Regions from separate parts of the Sus scrofa genome. Here all the other regions are linked to region 1. Evidence: chromatin contacts called from public Hi-C and promoter capture Hi-C data. All regions are on one chromosome and are shown on one strand. The core of a region is the stretch at or near the end of the contact, and the rest is flanking DNA. Distances in the headings are between cores, read along the strand shown.

Evidence for each region. Promoter capture Hi-C pulls out the DNA fragments that hold promoters and counts their contacts. Hi-C and Micro-C count contacts between places; a contact is called where the count stands out from the background.
Region 2: a promoter capture Hi-C map of fetal liver shows a contact between it and region 1, with 7 times the contacts expected there. The contact joins the promoter of AKIRIN2 here to the promoter of RNGTT in region 1. A contact is called at or near these places in 2 of 5 promoter capture datasets (fetal liver and liver), 1 of 47 Hi-C or Micro-C datasets (heart right ventricle) and 1 of 2 datasets of contacts at active chromatin or transcription factors (skeletal muscle).
Region 3: a promoter capture Hi-C map of liver shows a contact between it and region 1, with 6 times the contacts expected there. The contact joins the promoter of CASP8AP2 here to the promoter of RNGTT in region 1. A contact is called at or near these places in 1 of 5 promoter capture datasets (liver) and 2 of 47 Hi-C or Micro-C datasets (heart right ventricle and liver).
Region 4: a Hi-C map of embryonic fibroblasts shows a contact between it and region 1, with 2.4 times the contacts expected there. The contact joins the promoter of LYRM2 here to the promoter of RNGTT in region 1. A contact is called at or near these places in 1 of 5 promoter capture datasets (liver), 2 of 47 Hi-C or Micro-C datasets (embryonic fibroblasts and subcutaneous adipose tissue) and 1 of 2 datasets of contacts at active chromatin or transcription factors (skeletal muscle).

What each region holds. Positions count from the first base shown.
Region 1 is chr1:57,060,419-57,063,725 of Sscrofa11.1, forward strand. It overlaps RNGTT (mRNA-capping enzyme), which reads right to left and starts at 1,567. Exons shown (of 16, transcript XM_021089928.1): 1 at 1,287-1,567. The coding sequence starts at 1,350.
Region 2 is chr1:56,067,845-56,071,151 of Sscrofa11.1, forward strand. It overlaps AKIRIN2 (akirin 2), which reads right to left and starts at 1,738. Exons shown (of 5, transcript NM_001278752.1): 1 at 1,504-1,738. The coding sequence starts at 1,738.
Region 3 is chr1:57,832,683-57,835,989 of Sscrofa11.1, forward strand. It overlaps CASP8AP2 (CASP8-associated protein 2), which reads left to right and starts at 1,569. Exons shown (of 11, transcript XM_005659298.3): 1 at 1,569-1,658.
Region 4 is chr1:57,653,368-57,656,674 of Sscrofa11.1, forward strand. It overlaps LYRM2 (LYR motif-containing protein 2), which reads right to left and starts at 1,528. Exons shown (of 3, transcript XM_003121299.4): 1 at 1,413-1,528; 2 at 620-760. The coding sequence starts at 1,457.

The DNA of each region.
Region 1 (3,307 bases), core at 317-2,816:
TCCATATGTCACAGGTGCGGCCCTAAAAAGACAAAAATAAAAAATAAAAAATTAAAGTCAGCAAAAGATTTGGAAACTTTGCAAAAGATAATACATGAATTGCCAAGAAGCACATAAAAAGATGCTCAACATCAAACCGTAATAAGTACTAAACAGCTATTAGAGTGGGTAAAATTTAAAAGACTGATCAAATCAAGTGTCCAAGAGGATGTGGAGCAAACAGAACTCTCATACACTGATAGCAGGAATGCAAAATATTATAACTGTGGGAAAGAATTTGGTATTTTTTAAGGTTAAATGCACACATACCATATGATGCATTGCTCTCCTAAAAATTTACACAGGGGAAATGAAAGCACATGTGCATACAAAGAAAGGTAGGTGAATGTTCACAGCAAATTAGTCTGCAACTGTCAAAAACTGGAAACAACCCAAAGGACCATCAAAAAGTAAATGGATAAACTAATCTGTATTCATAACAACAGAATACTAAGAAATAAAAAGAGCGAACTATTGATACATACCAGAACATGCATAAATCTCAAAACAGTAATGCTGAGTGAAAGAAAACAGAGGATTCCCCCCCCCCAAAAAAGAGCATACAAAATGCAAACTAAATCTACCGCGACAGAAAGCAGATCACTGGTTGAGGGCGCGGGGGAGATCACAAAACGCAGGAGGAAACCATAAAAGGTGCTGAATGTGTTTACTACCTTGATTGTGATTCACAGGGTGTGTGTGTACCTGCGCGCGTGGAAGTCAAAATTTATCAGGCTTTAAATTTAAAGTCTGTTGTGTCAAAGTCAAAGATGAAAAAGCCCTCAACGTGAGTCATGTTAAAAAAAAATCAAAACAAAACAAAAACAAACCTCCAGTCTCAGTGTAGATCAATTTCACCGCTTAAAAACTGCCCCTCCTCCTCCTCTTTAGCAACCTCCTTCATCTCAAAACTGACACTTGTCCCCTCCCCTTCCGAGAACCTTTCACAAACTCCTAAGCTGAAAAGTATTGCCCACTGAGTTCTTTAGTCCTCAGCTCCTGCCACACAAACCCCCTATCTACCTTCCCGATGGCAACACTCAGCCTTACTGGATATTGACAAGTGCCCCCACTTGCTCCGGTCCAGGTTCCCAAACACTCATCCACGAAGCTTCATCGGACCGAGCACATCTCGGTCCTGAAACACCACCACCAGACACTGAACTATCGCAAGCTGCGCCCCCTCAGCCCACCCATGGACCCGCGGGTGCTCAGGCACTCGAACGCCACCCCCCCGTCCCGCTTACCTGCTACCGGCTGGCCTCGCCGTGGACAGTTCAGCCACCGCGGCGGGATCTTGTTGTGAGCCATGTCTTGGGGCCGCGCACAGCCGCCCCCTCCACCAACGCTCGCCGCGCCTCCGCCGCCGCCTCCTCGCGGTTCGCTCTGCACCCGAGGTCCGAGGCACCCGAATCCCGGCCAGCGTCCGAACCCGAGCAGCCCCGACCCGGGCTACTGTCAGCGACCGCGCGCCACTTTCATTCCGCTCAACTCTAGACTAACCCACAATGCACCGCTACTTCCGCCCCCAAAGGCCCCACCCACTTCTTTCCGAGGTCAGAGGTGAAGAGAGACAGCTCGGGGGAGGGGTGGGAAGGAGTTAACGCCCAGAACTAAAGGGGCGGTCTTCCTTCGACCCGCCCCGCGCGGGTCCCATCCCAGCCCCTTTCTTAGGGTGGTTCCACGCATGCGCTGCTGCCACAGTTTGGAGTCCCGCAGGGCGACTCTTATTTTCCTTTCTAGGCAGCAAATGGAGACTCCAGAAATCGTGAAACCAAGCCTCTTTCCACACGTAGACTGGTCCGCAGATTTCATAAATGCATCCGTTTTACTAAGAAAGGGGCCTTTCCTCTGTTGTCATAGCTCAAGGGCCTGATCGCCATTCCTCGGTCAAATTTGGCGTCCCGACAGAATCTGAGTTTGAATGGGAATTTGGAAAGTTCTTTCTGCCGTGGATTAGGGAAACCAGCTTTAGAGAAATTCTAAGGGCGAGAGACTGGAGCATCGGAAATGAGTTTCTTTTTTTCAGAGTACTTCTAGGGATCCATGAAACATCTGAAATTAATCCCAAAACATTTTTTATGAGTTTTGTCTGTACATTTCTAGAGAAAATTTTATATCATATTTGGGAGTCTCAGAGGGTCCATGTCTCAAAATTACTAATGTGTATAATTGGCAAAGGCAGGAATCGGAGAGCAGAGTACCACTACATGGCGGTGTTCTCTGCTTTACCAAACTGTCTCTCCCTTCGAGTTAAACACGGGTGACTGGAGGCGCTTTATAAACTATGTCCATTAGCAAGTTACCAGACTAATTTAGTTAAAGTATTACATATGAAGCTGGATGCTGGCAAGTTATAACTCAGCAGTTTGGTTTTAAGTACCTGTGCTATATCTGACCTGCAAGAGCTTGAGGTTTGGGAGAAGGCATCATAAAGCGTCGATGGGAAACTGGCCCAACAGTTCAGCCCTTGAATGCCTGGACGATCTCAGTAAGATCAGAATCCTCCCAGTAAATAGAGAGGGCCCAATGGCTGTCTCTCTGAGAGAGCCTGAGTTAGGTCATCCTGGCGATCTGTGCTGTGGTTACATCTGCTGAGATCTTTGGGGAAAAAACATCATTCCTCTGCCGACAGGACCAGATAAGCCTGTTTCCTTACAGAGCAGCAATCTGCCCAGATGATGCCCTGTTCTATCTTCTGCTGGCAGGACAGAGTTGGTACCAAGCCCAGAGTGGTGCAATGTTTGATTCCCCAAATCTCCAAGGATGGAAAAGGTGAGCCTGGTCCTGGGAAAATACCTCACTTTCCCTTCCTGGGGATGACTCCCCTTGGAGACTGTCCTCCTCACACACTGTGTCACCCAGGGAGCTCATTCCTGGCACAGGGAGAGCTTCACAGAGGCTTCATACCAACGATGAGTGGCTGTTTTGGGTTGTAAGGCAGCAGTCTGTGCTTCATTTTTACACCACTACCCAGTTATGCCCTCTCCAACCTTAGTGCCAACAGACCGGGAAGGCCATGTGGCTCCCTTCTGCCCACAAGAGTGGACAGAGTAGGAGAGTGGTATCAAAGTGAGCTGGGTGAGCCGGCAATTTCTCCCTCCCAGGAATCCTTTGCCAAGAGTGTTTCTGCCTATCTCACTCCTAGTCCCACCTCTCTGCTTTTCTTCAAGGGGAAAAATAGATGCCCGCAGAGGGACCAACACAACTCCTTGCTGGCTTCCTGAAACAGTCAACACATTCTCATAAATATGTCTTGGCTTCCTCT
Region 2 (3,307 bases), core at 488-2,987, 990 kb before region 1:
TGACTTACCTTATATGCACAAGACTATTTTAGCACTGAGATATACTTTTAACTCTCAAACCTAACACTATATTAATTGACTCCCCTCAAATGAAATTCACTGCTGGTTAGCTAGAGCTATTTTTAAGTGGCCTTTTAGTTAAGATTCCACCGTATCATTTCAATTTTCAATGATACCATTTCACTAAAAAGACAAACTCTAAAAATAACGTTAATCATCAGGAGCTCATTCTTGACACTGTTTCAATAGTTTAAAAAAAAAAAAAATACCCTAGGCATTTGAGGAAGGATATTTTAAAATCTGACCTGAAAAAACAAAACTAAGTCAATTCCAAATGGAAGTTACCAAACAGAGGTAAATACTGAAGATTTTTTTAAGCCAACCAAAAAGAAACAAGTAAATCAAGCTATGAAAAGGCTTTGTCTACAGATCATATTATTACCAAAGGCTCACACATGAAACCTTTGCGTGCTACACACAAAGGAAACATTTACACTACCAGTCCACAAAAGCTATCCTATCCCTTGTGTGCCAGGGGCGCATGAGGATTTTCAAAGTACAGAAAAAACTGGACATACACATGCAGTACAAAGCAGCCAAGAGGTATTTCCCCGTGGTCACTTTCAGGAAATGCTTCAAGATGAAAAGCAAAAATAGTCTTAAGTCCCTCGGAATCTTGAGTTTATTTCTTTACTAGTCTCAAGGCCTAGGTTTTTTTCTTCCAACTACTCTTCTGGGCAGAAATAAAGCACTTCCAACTAAAAGCACCTACTCAACCCCGATTTTCAATACAATTTGCTTTTCATTAAAAGTTCAAGTTTCTCAAGGTCTAGACGTATAGTTTGATCATATTACAGTACTCGGGAAGAGCATTTTCTTTGTTGTTGACCCTGCTAGGGAAACAGGTCTTGACTCAGCCAAAGTGGCGTTCTTGTGGGTGATTAATGACAGGCCTAGATCTCGCCCCAGTGACATTCCTCCCCACCCCCCACCCCCTCGGTACTAAAATCAGCCATGTCTGAACCGGAGGAGGGGCTGCTGCCTCTCCTCAAACCACCCAGTCCCAGAGTTAATAGGTGCAACCAATCGATTCAGGAAGACAGCCATTGAGATTGGGGCGAAATGTGTGACCCTTCTCCTGCCTGTATTTCCGTGTAGCACCCTCTCTGATCATTTCCGCTGGGGCTCTCCAGACTACGGAAACGTTCGATTCCAGTCATTCAGACCCAAGAAAAAGATCTTCCTCTTCCCCACAATACCCGACAAGGAATGGCCCCTACCCACCCCCACCCTGACCTCCCCCCCTTGACATCAGGCCGTTTCTATTGTGTCTCTAAGACCGGAGGAGATTAAAAGAAACGTGGTCGCCCGAGGACTCTGCTAAGAACGGGGAGCAGTCCAGCACCCCCAGCCTCGTGGCCGCATCCCGCGCCCCAGGACCCTGTCCTCTCTTCTCCCCCGCACCCCACCCCCCGAACCGGCGGCCGCAGAGCCGAGTCCCACCTGTGGTGAGGCGGGAGGAGACGTCGCCGAAGGGAGACGGCTCCATTCGGAGATACTTCTGCGGCGAGGCGGCGGCGGCCGAAAAGGAGGCGGCTGTGGCCGCGGCCGCCGACGACGGGGAGGCGGCAGCCGAGGTGGGCGCCGACAATGGCGCACATCGCCTCCGCTTTGGGGACGCTGGGCTCAGCAGCGGGTCGAAATCCAGAGTCCTTTTCAGAGTAGCTCCGCACGCCATGGCCGGGCCGCCGGGGAGCCGGGCTTGGGTGGGGTAGAGGAGGGGTACGGGAGGGGAGGGCAAGGGAAGGGGGGAGAGCGAGGCCCCGAAGAGCCTAACCGACCGGCTCTAGAGCGGAGAGGCGGATGGCGGAGCGCCGACGAGGGGAGCAGAGCCGCCGCCGCCGCCGCCTCAGCGGCAGGGGCAGTGGCCCAGGCCGGCCGGGGCGAGAACGGGAGGGGCGGTGGCAGCAGCTCACGCCGGCCGCGTCAGGGGGGCTCTTCCGCCTCCTCAGGCGCGGCTCCCCCGGGAGAGGCTCCAGCCGCCCCCGCCGTCCGTTCGGGCTTTGCGCCGCGCCCGAGGCGCTCCTGCGCTGAGACCGGTTCCTTCAGAAGTCGATACCAGCCCCGTGAGGTGTGAGGCTGGGACACGGCTCCTAAGACCCCCGCCCCCCGTCGAGACAGGGTCAGAAGCTAGAGAGCGGCGGTCGATGCGGCAGGATTGTGAGGTGGCGGCGGCGGCAGGAGCTCAGGCGAACACGTCCAGCCGCTAACCCCTCCACTGTACGACTCTTCCACCCGCCGCCGGCCCCAATATGGCGTCAATAACAACGCCGCCGATTCAAATCCTGCGGCCTCAAGGCGCGTGCGCATAGAGGGTGGGCGACCCAAATGTGCATTCTGGGATTTGTAGTTTTTCACTCTACGGAAGAATCGGCGTGAGAAGCGGTTAGGGAGGAGTCACGGAAACTACGACTCCCGTCATTCAAGGCGCACGATTCCGAGTTCCGGATCGGAATTTAAATCCCCCTACACAGCTTGAATGTAAAAGGAACTGAGCGAAAGAGAAAAAAAGAAAAGGCTCAGAGAGAGTGGGAAAAAAGGAAAGCCAACCAGTGGGGAAAGCAGGCTTTAAAAACAACAACAACAACAGCAACAACAAAACCACCTTTAAATTTCAGGACATAGTTGTCCTGGTACCGCTCCTACAGTGATTGAACAACCGAGAAAGAGAAAGCTAATCCCACCTAACAACTCAAGACAGATTAGTTTTGATAATAAGAGTGGCCAAGACACAACCTGTCACATGGAGGGGCTAGGAAATAATAAGATTATGGAACCTATTTAGGACTGCAAGAGAACAACAGTAATAGTATCAGGTTACGGGAACCTTGATTGTACTCGATGCTTTGCCCTTCCCAGGTAGCTGCTTGCATCCACTTATTAAATTCCGCTTTACCCTTTAAATGAAAAGGGTTTGAACGACACGCAGATGTAAATTGTTTTGCCTTGGATAAAAAGCTAGTGACATCAGAAATTGTACTGTCTCTGTTGAATACTGGTGTATATCTTAACGAATGGTAAAAATTAAAAGACAATGAAATGTCTAGGGAGTAGACCCATTTGGGACCCATTTTGTAAGAAGAAAAAAAAAATTTCCTAGAAGTTATATTTCTAATCAGGTACCTAAAATAGAAATCAAATAAAGCATTAATTATAAAATGATTTATGTGAAAAACTGTCATCAGTCCTTTGCCTATGGAAGCTATCACCAATCCAATACAAAACTAGTTATCTACGTGAATGCTAT
Region 3 (3,307 bases), core at 319-2,818, 770 kb after region 1:
ACCCACTAAGCAAGGCCAGGGATTCTCTCCCTCTCTCTACATATATATACATATATATATAGGTGTGTGTGTATACACACATACACATATTTTGTCTTTTTAGGGCTGCACCTTTGGCATATTGAAGTTTCCCAGGCTAAGGTTCAAATCAGAGCTGAAGCTGCCAGCCTACGCCACAGCCACAGCCATGCCAGATTTGAGGCTCCTCTGTGATCTACACCACAGCTCATGGCAACGCTGGATCCTTAACCCACTGAGAGAGGCCAGGGATAGAACCTGCATCCTCACAGATACTTGTCAGATTCGTTACAGTTGAGCCATAATGGGAATACCCCCAACAAATATTTTTTTGATGAATTCTATCATTAAGCACTCATACTGAAAAACAGGATTCAATCAACTGCTAAGTTTTGTCAATTTTACCTCCTAAATATTCTAAAATCAGTCCCCTTGTCTACTTGCCATCTCCCTTAGGTCCTCTTCTTATCTAGCCTGGGTCCCTGCAATACCATCTCAAAACCCTCCTTCTCAAGGCCAACAGATCTTACTAATGTAAATCAGATTATGACCACCCCAAACTTAAAAATCCTTCGGTGTTCCCCCATACCTCGTCATCTAAAGGTGAATTCCAGGCTCTATGACATATATGTGGCCCTTCAAGGTCTGGCTTCTGACTCCCTCTCCAGCCTCATCTCACACTTTATGCTCCAGCAACTATGAATGCCTGCTGATTGCACACCTTCTACCCTTTCTCAGTTTCCACTACCTGGAATGCTTCTGGCTAGCTAACTTCTCTTCAGAAGCAAAGGTGGTTGGAGGAGAATCTAGGAAACCAGTATTCTTCCAGAACATATTTTCCCAAACGGGACCCTTTCTGAAAAATATAACTTGTTATGTTATGCCAGTTGCAAGTTGTTAAAATGGACAAACATAAGTAAAAGACTAGGAATCAAAACCACATCCCTAGATGAGGTAGCGGCGGAAGTTGGCTTGGCTTTATTTCCCCACCAATCAATCGCGCAGGCTCCGCCTCCAGAGGCTAGACCCTACCCGCACCTCAGATTCCCCCAGGTGCTTACTAAAAGACAATTCAGGTCTTTTACCTCTAAAAAAGCACTCCTCTCCCTCCCACCCCACTGGACTGGTATCCCCTCCTCGAAGCTCCTAACTCCTTGAAATAAATTGCTCATCATTCAGTAAACAGTGCTTGCTCATCGTTATAGAGACAGCGCCCAGCACCAGCCTAGCACGCGGTTGACAGTCAATAGAATTAATAGCTAAATAAGTGACAGGCTCTTCTCAGAGCTTACTTTTCCTGTCGTGAAAAGGCTTCTTCCGGACCCCGCCCCTACCTCAGCCAAGGTCCTGCCCCTTCCGTAGTGAGACCTCGCCCCTTCGGCCCGCCAGCTCAGGCCCCGCCCCTTTTCTTTAAACTCCCTAGAAGACTGTGAGAGTTTGGCGCCAATCGTGTTTTTTTTAATCCCTCCCAAAGGCGGGAACTAGTAATGTGCGCCGGGACGTGCTTTGCGTCTGATCTGATTGGCCATGGTCGCTCTGTCCCGCCTCCGCGTGCTGATAGCGCCCTGGCATTGGTGGAGATGAGAGGGAGACCTTGGTGTCCAGAAAGGATCCCGGCCGCTTTGGGCCAGGCGGGGCGGGTAAGTTGATGTAGGGGTCGGTTCTGTCCCGAGCTGCTGGAGAAGACGTTGCATCGCACAGTAGTGGTCTGCGTGGAGGCCAGCGGAGGCCGGCGGCATCCGGGAAGCAAGGAGTCGAAGGGAGCGCGGAGTTGGTGGAGGGAGGGCGCGCCTGCTGTCTGGGGCCCCCAGGTAGCCGCGTTCCCACCGCCTTCGGAGGTAGCTTCTGGGCTCGCCCCCCAATACCTCTGTGGTCCCTCGAGAGGATCTGGAAGGGGGAGGGGGCGAGGGAGAGCGCAGGTAGGAATTGTCCTTTCGACTTCGCTTCCTGCCCCTCCCCCCAGTTACCTTCTCCTGGGAAGGTATTCTTTAAAAGCTTTTGGGGTTCTTTGGAGGAATGGTTTTCCCTGGGTCTGGTGATCACTGATGCGGGTTGTTTCTGAGATAGTTACGCCCAGAAAAGTTGTTTATCTTAATCTCTACAGCACTAGAACCATGCCTAACACATAATAGGCCCTAAATCAAATGTGAACATGGAATTCTCAGAGTTTCAGGATTTGTGCTTCAGGCGTCAAGGTAGCTCTTCCCTGGTCTTTCCCATTCTCCACAGCTCCAGCTCCAAACCTTTTGCCTCTCTTCAAGACCCTTCCCCCATCTCACTTAAGCCCTCTTTGATTAGGGGGCGGACAGAGGCCTTCTGGGAGAAAATCCTCCCATTCCCAATTATCTAATACGTTTCTTGCCATTTTACAAGAGCTCGTCCCTTAAAAAAATTTACACTCTTTTTTCTAATGTGATATTCTTGATTTTGTCATCATGCTTTAGAGACAGCTGGGATCCTATCCTTTTACCAGATGTTTGACCGTGGGGCAAGTCTTTTTTTCTTATCCGTTTCCTCATCAGTAAATTGGGAAAAATAATGGTATGTACCTTGTAGGACTTTTGTCAAGATTTAAAGTAAATTAATATTGTATTTAGAGTATTAGATCGGTACATAATGTACAGTATATATATGGCTTTTTTAATTCTTTTACCCTTACATCTCTTTAGGGATCTCACTGTATTAGATTAAGCCTTTCACATGAACCTAAAAATACCCTCTTCCCTGACTCTACAAATGTTTTTGTTTTTCTATACAAATGTTCGTTTCATTCCCTCAATTTTTTTTTAAGGAAACTTATATCAGAATCTTTTTTTTTTTTTTTTTGTCTTTTTGCTTTTTCTAGGGCCTCTCCCGCAGCATATGGAGGTTCCCAGGCTAGGGGTCTAATCGGAGCTGTAGCCACCGGCCTACGCCACAGCAGCAGGGATCCGAGCCACATCTGTGGCCTACACCACAGCTCACGGCAATGCCAGATCCTTAACCCACTGAGTGAGGCCAGGGATCGAACCCACAACCTCATGGTTCCTAGTCGGATTCGTTAACCACTGCGCCAGGACGGGAACTCCCAATGACCCTTCTCTCATCTGCTTAGTTTTCACACATCCGAATCCTTTGGGATTCTTCCTCAAAAGATTATGAAGGAGGAGTTCTCGTCGTGGCGCAGTGGAAGCGAATCTGACTAGGAACCGTGAGGTTTCGGTTGGATCCTTGGCCTCTCTCTGGGTTACAGATTCCGCATTGCTGTGAGCTGTAGTGTAAGTCGCAGATGCGGCTGGATCTGGAGTTG
Region 4 (3,307 bases), core at 278-2,777, 590 kb after region 1:
CACGGCAGTGCTGGATCCTTAACCCACTGAGTGAGGCCAGGGATCCAACCTGAAACCTCATTGTTCCTTGTCGGATTCGACAGGAACGAGAGGAACTCCTAGTGTTTTTCTATATATGAGGAGATGCAAGAATTGGGCACATAAAATCTTCTAAAAATATCTATCTGAAGACCTGTTTTCCAGTTTTCCCAGAGCACAGAGTGCTTCACTCCTGATTTTCACCGAGCTCCACGCGGAGTACTATGGGTTGGCAGCTGCATAATTTAATCCATGTAGAGGCTGACGGCAAGCGCCAAACTTCAGTTCACAGGTGTGCCGTTCCTTCATACACCCCTGATGTACTTCCCAAATCATCATGCTCTAATTTTTATCTTTTCCTGTGTGTGTGCAGTTAGTTTACCAGAAAAGTCGGGTGATGATACTGTGGAGTGTAGATTCAGCAAAGTTTGTAAAAGTTAAAATTTCTTTTAAGAAAGTGAAAAATAAGTAGTATTAAGAACAATAATCAAGATACACCATCTCAGTGATAAAGTCCAAGATATCTACTAGACTTTTTTAAAAAACTCACTAATCAATACAAAAGGGCCAGGGCCCTCCCTCACTATCATCTTGGTCTCACCTCTTCGGTGGCATTTTTGTTTCTTTTGAATTCTTCCCTTGCCCAGTCCTTCAGGTATCTGCGATCAGAATCATTTGGAACTTGCCGAATTGCTTGCAAAATCCTTCTGTAGAGGAGGAGAACTTGCTGCCTTCTCATGAACTGGTCAGGAGAGTAGAAATGGCAATTAGAGCTGCACCGTCCACAGCCGAGGGCTTTACTTTAGCAAACCAAACTTACTGGATGACTTCGCTTTGGTCCTCAGTTTTAAAAGGGGCAAAGAAAAACAACCCCCCCCCTTTAAGAAAACAGCAGCAGTAAGTTTATCTGGTCTGTTTGCTTGCTCCTTTGTCAAACATAAGAACCCTTAACCTCGAAAGCTGCCCACTGGGCAGAAAAGGGCTACCAGTCTCCTAGAAACTGTAACCACTGCAAGAATAATTTTCCTAAATTAAGGAAGTAGTTAAAAATCCCTTGGTAACCGCATCTGCTCCTTCCCAAAGCTCAGAACAGGCAGAATAGTCTTTACCGTGGCCGCTGGGCAGCTGAGGTGTCGGGGCACAGAAACACAAAGCCTGACCTGCCTCCCAAATCAGGGACTGAAGGGTCGCCCCGCCCCCCTGCGCTTCCTGTTGGCTGCGCGGCTCGAAGCCCCGCCCCCATGCCCGTGCCAATCAGAGTGCGGCGCGCTAGGGTCACCCGCCTGGTCGTCCAGAGGCCCACTCTGTAGACTGGGTTCTGGGAGCGTGGAGAATCGAGCTTAGCTCGGCTCACCGGAAAGCTGCCCTAAGAGGCCGGCGAGAACAGCTGGTACCTGTTTTAGCGTTAGCGTCGCTGGGGGTAAGCGAGAAGTGGCCATGTCCTCCAGTCAGCTTGGTTCTCCAGGGCCCCAGCGCGCAGGAGCGGACGTGAGGCAGTGAGGGGGCGGGGCGAGCTCGGTTTCCTGGGAGACGGCCTGCAGCTTGTGCCTAGGCCTGGAGAGCCCCGCGGTCTCTCTGAAGGCCAAGGGTTTGTAGTCAAGTAGTTATCAGCCAAGTTTTCTCATCCGTGAAACAACAGTTTTTTCAGATTGTTATGAGAATGAAATAGTAGCAAGGTATTTAGCACAGATCCTGGCATGTGGTTAAGAAGTTTAAGTTAAGGTTTTGGGAAGTGAGGGGAGAAACGACTGTATTCCTTTTAAGATTTAGTATATATAATTTAGAATACTAAGCCGTGAACTCTGATGTGGGTTGCAGACCCTGCTTGGATCCCGCGTTACTGTGGCTGTGGCATAGGCTGGCAGTTGTAGTTCCGATTTGACCCCTAGTCTGGGAACTTCCATATGCTGCAGGTGTAGCCCTAAAAAGCAAAAAAAAAAAAAAATATATATATATATATATATATATATACAGTAAAATATAAAATACCAATTTCTCTTAAATTTAGCGTCTTGCTCTTTCTTTTTTCTAGTTTTCATCCTGTTCTTTTTCGAGCCTTTTTCTGGGCACTGTAGTCGTAGTAATAGTAATTAGTTAACAAGTCTTTACATGCTTGCCCCAGGAGTTCCGGTCGTGGTGCAGTGATTAACGAATCGGACTAGGAACCATGAGGTTGCGGGTTCGGTCCCTGCCCTTGCTCAGTGGGTTAATGATCCAGCATTGCCGTGAGCTGTGGTGTAGGCCGCAGACGCGGCTCGGATCCCGCGTTGCTGTGGCCCTGGCTCAGGCCGGTGGCTACAGTTCCGATTAGACCCCTAGTCTGGGAACCTCCATATGCCACAGGAAGTGGCCCTAGAAAAGGCAAAAAGACCAAAAAAACAATGCTTGCCCCATTGCAGTTTTATGAATTTTTGTATCCCAAATAACAAGGAACTGAATATCCCTATACCTTAAGATTTTATTTCCCTGTACTTGTTTTAGCCTCCCCTCAGCACACTCTATAGACTCTTAGGTTATATTAACTGCAAGTGGGGTTAGTGAATCCTTCCTACTTTTAAAAATAGAATTATGGAATTCCCATTTTGGTTCAGCGGTAACCATACTAGTATCCATGCGGCTGCAATTCAATCCCTGGCCTTGCTCAGTGGGTTAAGGATCTGGCCTTGCCGTGAGGTGTAAGCCGAAGACATGGTTCGGATCTGGGGTTGCTGTGGCTGTGGTGCAGGCCGGCAGCTGCAGCTCCAATTCAACTCCTAGCCTGAGAACCTCTGTATGTCAGGGATGCAGCCCTAAAAACTCCAAAAATATAAAAATAAAATGGAATTGTTCCTACTTAAAATACAGGGAGTTCCCTCTGTGGCACAATGAGTGGATTAGGAATGCTACTGCTCTGGTTGCTGTGGTGCCATGGGTTTGATCCTCAGCCCAGCACAAGTGGGTTAAGGATCTGGCATTGCTGCAGCTGTGATGGAGTCTCAGCTGTGGCTTGAATCTAATCCCTGGCCTGGAAATTGCATGTGACACTGGGTGCAGCTGTGGGGAAAATATGTATATGTCAGGTTTCTCTACTCTGCAGAGAAAATATGTATATGTCAGGTTTCTCTGCTCTGCACTCTCTGCAGAGAAAATATGTATATGTCAGGTTTCTCTGCTCTGCATTCTCTTTAGGTCCTTGCCTACACACATGGATTTGGAGGTGCAGGCTGAGAAGTGCTCTAGAGGTGCCAGGCTTCATCACACAAGGATGGAAGCAGGGTGTCTGACAGGAGGTTGTTCTGTCCAGGAGGTG